Regions from separate parts of the Mus musculus genome. Here region 2 is linked to region 1. The links are chromatin contacts, called in public promoter capture Hi-C maps. All regions are on one chromosome and are shown on one strand. Each heading gives the region's core, a stretch centred on a gene start, on an enhancer-like site or on the middle of the called end of the contact. The rest is flanking DNA. Distances are from core to core; before and after follow the strand shown.

The links. Capture Hi-C pulls out chosen DNA fragments and counts their contacts.
Region 2: a promoter capture Hi-C map of liver shows a contact between it and region 1. The contact joins two enhancer-like sites. A contact is called at or near these places in 3 of 115 datasets of contacts at active chromatin or transcription factors (the 230-238 cell line, CD8 T cells and microglia) and 2 of 9 other capture datasets (liver and pancreatic islet).

What each region holds. Positions count from the first base shown.
Region 1 is chr7:75,684,334-75,688,807 of GRCm38.p6, reverse strand. Akap13 (A kinase (PRKA) anchor protein 13) reads right to left here. Exons shown (of 37, transcript NM_029332.1): 13 at 3,499-3,691; 14 at 1,487-1,595. Among named protein-coding and RNA genes, the nearest start is that of AU020206, 96 kb to the left of the region's middle. Within about 2 kb of position 2,042, at least 115 of the 459 cell types and tissues checked have an H3K27ac peak or open chromatin away from gene starts, as enhancers often do. A contact at or near this core is called in the 230-238 cell line, CD8 T cells, liver and 1 more, where this site is marked.
Region 2 is chr7:75,784,457-75,788,968 of GRCm38.p6, reverse strand. No RefSeq gene overlaps it. Among named protein-coding and RNA genes, the nearest start is that of AU020206, 4.6 kb to the right of the region's middle. Within about 2 kb of position 1,383, at least 93 of the 459 cell types and tissues checked have an H3K27ac peak or open chromatin away from gene starts, as enhancers often do. A contact at or near this core is called in the 230-238 cell line, CD8 T cells, liver and 1 more, where this site is marked.

The DNA of each region.
Region 1 (4,474 bases), core at 793-3,292:
TCCAAATGCAGGTGCTCATGATTACACAGCTAGAGAGTCATCCTTAATGCCGTAACTCTATTGTGAAAATCTGTTAAGATTAAACATCCAGTTAGCCAAGATGAAAGACAGAATTCACTAATGAAGGGCAGCTACATTCGTCTCCAGATCTTTTGAATTAAATTTTCAGAGGATGCTGCAAAAACACCATAGACACCGGGAGCTTGTGCTTAGTTCCCAGAACACCTGGCCCTGTAGTGAAGACCATGTGCATTACTCCCTTTCAGATTTAATCTTTGCACCAGGATCGCACACTCTAACTACTCACTGAAGATCAATTTTTAAAACAGGTTCCTAGAGCTAGACAGATGGCTCAGTGGTTAAGAGCAATGGCTGTTCTTCCACATAACCTGGGTTTGATTTCCAGTACCTACATGTTAACTTACAGCTGTATCTGTGACTTCAGTTCCAGAGGTGCCAATGCCCTCTTCTGGACTCTGTGAGCATGGCATGCATGTGGTGCAGATGTAAACGCAGGTAAAACACCCATACACATTACACAAAAATCTTAATAATAAAAAAAGGTTCCTTAAGGGAATAAGTTGGTAACAAATATTTATACAATTAAAATGCTTGAAAGCATTTTTTATGCACACAGGCCTTGTGTTTATAAATCCCACGTGTCAATATACCCTCGACAGCCAACTGACCTGCATTTGCATGAAGTTTTAGTAGTCATTTTCAGATTTAATCCTCCTGTACTTAAGTAAAAATGTTCTTCAGCTCTGTCTCTTGAGCTTGAAATTTCTGACTGCTAGAATTAATTTGTCTTCTGTGAAGTTCAGCAGAAGCAAGATCACTTGAAAAATATTTCTAGATTTAAGGAGCCTACTGTGACATAAATACTCATTTTAACATCTGTTCTTAGACAGGATCCTGGACCCAGGAAAAGGTGAGAAAAACTGAACTGTGTCTATATTAGATTAATTTGATCAGGATTAATCCCCTGATTCAGGTAATAAGAAAGGTATCTTTGTTTTTAAGAGACATATTAAATTACTTAGGGGTACAGAAACCTACGCTCTGAAGGAGAGTGATAAAGAAAGGGAGTATTCTGGAAAAATATGAAATATTGTAACATTTGGTAATTTGAGGGAAGAATGCACAAGTTCTTGATATTTTTTCCATGTACTTTTCTTGCTAGGTATTTCTTCAGTGAGAGTCATTTTACCCATTTTCAAGTCTGAAATTATTTAAAAAATCCTTTTAAAAATAGTGTCATATTTAAACTCCACAATATAATGAATATAATGTACGCATCAAAGAGGCTTTTATATACCAAGAGGAAGGGTTAAAAACTGATATCTTAGCAGTTATGGTTAAGTATAAAGACAGTCCAAAGAAGAAGCAGACACATTTTAGAAGTTAATAAGATCCCAAAATAAGAAAATTGATAAGAAAAGTAGTTAAGGTATACTTAATTTTTTTAAAAAAGTAATATACTCACTGTCCAATCCAGGATGACTGATTGTCATTAATGAGATGGATTTTGTCAATGGAGAAGAAATGGCTGATGTACAGTAGTTAAATCCCTGTTGTTTAGACCTGTAACATGTCTACAAAATTAAAAAAAAATGGAGGATGAGTTCTAAGTACATATTCATATATATAGACGTGCAGAATTTGCATTGACCCAACTTAGTGAAGGAAGAAGTGGAATCCAGTCTGCCTCTGCCACTTAACTGGTACTTAGCTGCTTAGCTTTCTAAGCCTCCTTGTTCCTCCTGGAACTGGTGAGTATTCACCATTTACAGTGGGTTTCCATCCCTCAGAGCATTTAATAAGGTTTCAAATTGAGTAAGAACTCACTAGGTATTTGCTGGTCACACAACCTGGTAAGTAACTTCATCAGAGGTACCAAATTACATAGAGCACTGCTGCTTTGAAAAATCAAACTGTCTTCAGAGATTGACAATAGGACATGTTGTTATTCTGATTATAAGGACTTGGAAACTGAGATGTGAGCAGAAAGCAGTTCAAGAGCAGTAGCAAAGCAGCGTTGCATCTGGGAAGAGGCGAAATCTCTTTCACTTCCTCTTAGATTGACTGTACATGAACACAGGGTGACTGCAATTTAGTAACTTAACTTCCTCAGTAGTTACTGGCAATTTAAATCCATAGCATTTTAAAAGCCATGTAGCCCAAGCAAAAGCAGAGGCTCCTTTTAACATCCCGGAAGCAACCATTTTTTACTTCTGGTGATAAGGGTCTCATGTGTCTTTCATTTTGAGACAGCTCATTCGAATACTCTCACAAGATGAAATCTGCCTTTTTCTGATTCACACAAATTGAGATACTGAACGTCTCCTCCTAGCATGCACTCACTCATTTGGGCCAGAGATTTCTGATTATTTAGAGCTTGTTCCATGTGTAACCATGGAATCTGAGGCAAACAGTTGCTATGTTTCAAATACAACTGTGAGGTCTGAAAAATGACCTCCGAGAACAGCAGACTTTTAAGAGGAAGTTGACTGCAGGCAACTTGTCTAGATCAGAAAGATACATGCAGCACAACACCCACTCTGAGGCTGTGCACAAGAGGAACTAAAGGTAAGATGGAAGCTCTATGAGGACTATGCATTGCATAGCATAGCATAGCATAGCACAGCACAGCACAGCACAGCACAGCACAGCACAGCACAGCACAGCACAGCACAGCACAGCACAGCACACCATGGTACAAAAATGCGGATATTTATCTAGATGTGTTGACTTCATCTAGAAAGATTAAGTCAGAAAGATAGCAATGATAATTAGTACCATTTACTAAAAGAAAGGTCATCTGCCAAACTTCTCAGGGGCATGAAGCTCTCACAGGTAAGGGAGGGATCAACAGACTTTCTTGAGCAGTATGATTGACACAAAGACCATATTTTCTCTAGGGAATAACCATGGGGCATGGATTTTCAAATTGCTAAATTTAATAATGACATGCAATATACTTTAAAACTCAATTTACAATGAACTGAATACATTCCTAATCCTAAAACATTTGCTGTGATGGAATATTTAAATCTGTATAGATTAATGTATTCTTTTTAAAAAATAATATTTTATATTTATTATTATTTTTGTATAGAGTGTTTTATCTGAATGCATGTATCCATGCTACATTCATGTCTGGTGCCCCTGGAGGTCAGAAGAAGATACTAGGTCCTTGGAACTGGAGTCATGGATGACTGTAAGCCACTTTATGTGGGTGCTAGGCACCAAATGTCAGTCCTCTGCAAGAGCAGTAAGTGTTCTTAACCACTGAGCCATCTCTCCAGACCAACTGATGTATTTTTAAATATTCATGTTTAGTTCTAAAAGCGTGTTATTGCTAGAACTGAAGATACTATTTAATAGGTAAGTACTAGTATTTACTAGTACTAATAAAAAGCACAAAAATGAGGTCATATTTGGGGGTAATATTCCACTACCACACCCATCAGCATTCCATACTTATTTTAGCCTTACCTGCTGATCAAACATCCTATGATGCTGTCTCTGGTCTGGCTCCAGATGTTCTTCTGAAAGTGACATCAAAGAGTTTCTCTGTTCCTCACCACCGAAAGGGTTTCTGAGCTCGCTGGAGTTTGCAGAGCTCATTTCTAGAGACGAGGATGGCTTATTTCCAACACCTCCTCCTGTCAAGCCTTCCAGACTGAAACTGAACACAGAGCACAATAGTTCAGTCACTGTTTGTAGGTCTCAGAATGGGAGGTTACAAATATCCCTCTAACTTGTATATTTATTTTTATGTTTCCTACTCAAAGTATCTACAAGAAGGCAGAGCAGATAAGTACCACTCATCTTTGCCCCAGTGGTATTAGATGCTGAAAAAGAACACCAGATGCATTTATTTCCCTACTTCATTCAACTTATCTAATGTTGAATCAGATATCATCATTTTCTCAGCTGTTTTCTCAATATACCATATGTACAGACCATATTTATCTTATCATCTATGTGTGTGTATGCTTTCACTGATGTGATAAAAGTAATTTTTCCAGAATCTGACTCATCTAATGCCAAATGTCACAAAGCACAAGCACAAGGAGTTTTCAGAATGGGAAGTGAGTGACTTGGCTGTGTGCTTACCGTGTGGACCTTGATAAAACGATACTCAATTATATTTTGGTTGACTCTAACAACTTTCTGGATACACTTCTATCCAGAAAGCTCTGGTTTCACTAATGAGCACACCATCTGTGCACACCTGGCCAGATGATGGCTTAGTGAGCATTACTGGCTGCAGAGAGACACATAAAACACTGGGGCATAAATGCTGAGAAAAGTACCAGGGTTTGGAATTTTAAAAGGGAGTTCTGAGGTGCAGATTTTGAGGTCACTTTCTGTAAATAAGGCTGAAGAAGAAGGCTATCTTGTCTACCCTCTTTGGAGTTGCTAACTAGAATAATGCACACATCGGCTATAACTACACTGAAAGAAC
Region 2 (4,512 bases), core at 134-2,633, 100 kb before region 1:
GTGTCAACCAGGGATTGCCTAGATGAGATATTGTGTGTACAGGTCTGTGTGGAGAGGATACTGATAACCTTAATAGATGTGGGGGCCCTAACAGTGGGAGACACTTTTCCTCCCTGAGTTTGGGTCCCGGATTGTATGAAGAGGCAGTAGTGGGCATGCAAACCTGAACTCACTGCTCTCTACTCTTGACTGCAGAAGTGTGGCCAGCTCTCCCAAGCTTCTACTCCCCCATGATGGACTGTAATCTGCAACCGAGTATAAATAAGCCCGTTTCCCCTAAGTTGATTTGTCAGGGTGTTTTACCACAGCCACAGGAAATGAAACATCTGTGGTCATGTAAACATTTCTCAGATGAGAAGGAAGGACTCGAGGCAAAGACTTAGGAAGCCCTGCAATAGGCACCTGGGCATCAGGTCTTCTGAGCACTGCTGGGAGGTTGCCCACCTCTGATGGTCTGCCTAGTAAATGGTAGAAGCCAGAAGTGGGCCTCCAGGTTAGGAACTGGCTGGGATCCACAGCGTGTGGATTACTTGAGATGGTGGGAACTGAGCTAGCTTGAAAGAGCACAAACCCTGCATGAACGCTCCTGGATTCTCTTAAAGGAATTTTGAGAATCTCCTCAGTCTTTCTTTTCTCTTCTCTGTTTTCAACCTCAGAGAATGAGTCAGGGTTCTCTGGAGCCATGCACATCCCAAGCCCCACTCTCTTTCCTCCACCATCCAGTCCTACTGGCAATCTGCCTCAGTCATGCCACACGGGGGAGATGTTCTCTGCCACCCCCTCCAGATGACAGAAATGTGCTTTATGCTGATGCTCAGGGATGTGATTCTTCTGTCCCTAGGGTGGGTACCAGAGACTAAGGAGTCGGGCACAGACCTGAGGACAGGTGAGTCTTCACAGTCTCCGTCCTCCTCATCAGGACTGTGATCATTATTCAGTAGTGACCATTATTAACCCAATTCCTGCCAGCTTTCTCAATCCTTGGCTGTTAGAAACTGCTAGAAATAACCAAGGACTCATGCCCAGTGCAAGACTGAATTTGGTATTTCCATGTGTCCTGCAGCCACACAGGACTTTAGACTGAACTTACAAACACTTGCTCCAGAGAACAGTGTGATGAGTTCCTACTTTGCTGAGGGAAGAACAAAGAAAAAAACAGACCTTGCTTTTCCAAGAACTCAGGAGGAAAGTGAGGTGAGAGAGTCAGAGTCAGAACAGACCCCTGGAGATGGTGGAACTTCAGACAGTGGGGCCTGAATAGGGAGCTGCTGTGATTTGCTTTGCTATCAGCTGAGGTTATGTACACTCAATGAGGAGCACAGTGTTTGGCTTACAGGCCATTACATGGAGCATCTCATACCCCAGTGATAAACATTAACAAGTTATCTTGAAACCAAAACTATCAAACAGGAAGCAGTTCTTGAGAAATATCTTGACACCCAGACAGTGGTCAGCCTATTCTTAGAATTTTGCCAGCCGAGGCTTACAAAATACAGTCAGAAGATTAACTTTAACTTATACCAACTTCACAATTCTATGGGCCTTCTGGCTGAAAGACCCCCCCCTCCCCCGTTTCTGGGGAGACCCTCGCTCTAGTCCCGGGATGAGCCAATGCCCCAATACTTGAGAGAAACCGTTCTTGATGCAATATTGCATGAGGTTTATTCAAATATTATCAGCATACTGAGGCTGAGCTTGTAACCCACACCGGGGCAGAGGAGATCAACCCCCAGTAATTGCAGTCCAGGGTTTTTAAAGAATGAATTGTAAAGTGAGGGAAGGATAGGTTAAACATCGTAAAAAAAAAAAAAAAAAAAAAAACAACAACGGGGGGGGGGGGGGGGGGGGAATGGTGAATTACAGCTCTCTCCCAAAAAGTGAGGGGAGGGTTAGATCACAGAGGCTGGGGAAGTTGTGTAAACATTGTAAAAACCAGGGATGGTGAATTACAGCTCACCTCTCTGGGAAAGTGAGGGGAAGATTAGATAACAGAGACAGACAGGGGAGGTTGTGTGAAACATTCTTGGTCCCTTTCCACAAAGGGTCAAATGCCTGGGTGGGTCACCCAGCAGTCACCTTTCTTTCAGGCTGAGGAGAAAAGAACAAAGAACCCCATGCTGGGCTTCATTTCTAGGGGCCTAAGAAACACATAGGAGTTGGGGTCTTACATGGCCAATTTGGAAATTTTGTGACTGCTTCTATCAAACCCTCTTTAGAGAACAGGCCCTTATATTTTCTCCAATAGCTATGTATTTGCCTTATGATTGCTCTCTGACCTCTGTTTGTCATCACACACCAAGGAGGCCTTGCTCTCTGGCAAGTCACTCCATAAAATTTAATGTATAGTATAAAATTCTCTCTCCATTAATATTTAGCCATCTATCTTCATTCTCATCATAGGCCCCTGTATAAGGTAAAGGTCCTGCAGTTATTCTTAACTTATAGGGTTCCCTGTATATAGGAGGGGCCCACCATCTGCCTCTAATTACTGCTTCCTTCCACAACTATTCTTACAGGAATGCCTAGCTCATTCTTAATAAACTCTTGCTCATCCTGAATGGGACTTTTAGGCCCCCTTCAAGCTTGAACTCTATGACTATCATCAACTTCATCTGCATTTTCTACAAACGATTCCTGTTGCTGCAATGCATTCATCACATCCCCAAATGTTCCATCCTTGATCAATCAAGGTAGTAATGATTTTTTATCAGAATCAGCAATAAGGACCAAGAAGGCCATGAGGAAGAAGGAAGAAACACAGATCACCCCACCGCAAAGAGCAATTGCTGAGCCTGTGCAAGTTTTACGGCTCCGTGCCAGTAACCTCCGGGAGACTGGGTTCCGGGGAACACCCGTCTCAGGTCTGAACATACTTTGTGCTGCATGTCACACAGACTCCACCGGAGTTGGTGTGGCAGGGGTTGGTCCTAGAGAGACATCCCTACTTCTTGTCACTGTCTTTGCTCCCTTCTTCCACATTTCTTTGTTAGCCTCAAACATTGGAGGAGAACGGTCACTTCCCGGATTGAATAATTGAAACAAGCTTTATTAAGGATGCACTCTGGACTTGTCAGCTGTCTGTCTCATCTGAATTCGAGATGTGCAAGAGCAATGGGGCAAAACCATAAGGTTAACAGGAAACATCTGCTTTTATGGGGGCGGGGGGGGGGAATAATCGAATATGAGAAAAATGCTGCGTAAAATCAAGAATCTACATTAGGTTGGTGGGGAGTCACACCTCATGGGTTTGGTGGTCTTTGTTATGGGCCAAGTTGTGTTGGAAACATATTTGCATGGCAATGGGCAATCATTTATCACTGGGACCCTGAATTAAGTGTAGGTTGAAAACATGTTTTCCATACCTCATGTTTTACATGTTCTTAGCCAGAAATGGAAACCTGTTCTCTTGGTTTATGAGGACTTTCCGACAATGTGGGTCATCTTTTGGTTCCACAGTCCTCATCACTATGACTCTCTCAGCTCAGGCCTAAACTGAGGCAGCCAGAGAACCACACTGGGAACCTCTCTAGGCTCCAAAGTGAGCCTTTCCCTTTTGGTCCCTCTGGTCCTTGTCAGAGTGACGGACCTCTCTCAGACGTGGGGGTCTCTGGAAAGGTTCTTTGTCCTCCCAATTCACATGACCTTCTGTGGACTTCTGGAAGAGTGAAGCTTGCTCCTCCCCCTTCTGCATTTCTGAGGGTGACAGGGCTTATTCAGTCAACCTCTGAACCCTGGAGTCAATTTTGCACAACACAGGGTCCCAGCTTTTCCAGGGATGCTGAGGGTCTGAACCCAGGTCTCCATGGTTTTGCCGCAGGCACTGAAGCAAAGGAGACAGCTCTCTAGACCTTGCCTTGCTTCTCTGGATGTTAGCACTTTTCTATTTAAGTTTATGATGCTCTGTGGGTAAGATTTGTGTAAGATGTGAAACTTGGGTTAAAGTTTACTGTTTTGCCGGGCATGGTGGTACACACCTTTAATCCCAGCACTTGGGAGACAGAGGCAGGCAGATTTCAGAGTTCAAGGCCAGCCTGGTCTACAAAGTGAGTTCCAGGACAGCCAGGACCATACAGAGAAACCCTGTCTCGAAAACAAAACAAAACAAAACAAAACAAAACAAAAAGTTTACTGTTTTGTGTGTGGCTGTTTAGTTGCTTCAGGAATGTTTTTGTGTTGTTTTTAAATAATACTCCTTCTGTGAGAAATAATTTCAGGGTTGCAAAGTAAGAGACCCCGATTCCAACTGAATGTCTGAACAAGACAAGCATGTCTTTTGATCCAGAGGATGCACTCAGAAGAGACACAGAGGCAGTGTGTGCATTCGGTTTGTCTAACTCAGGTGGTGACTGGATCTTTTCCCAATTGGCTGGAGTCAGACCTCACTGTATTATTTAATTGGCTAGTCTGAAAAGATTTGGTGAATGGGAAATGAAGGAAAGGAAAGAGTTATTGTCAGGTCTGGTGAAAATTCAACACCCAGGTTTTCTTTTTTCCTTTTCTTTCTTTCTTCCT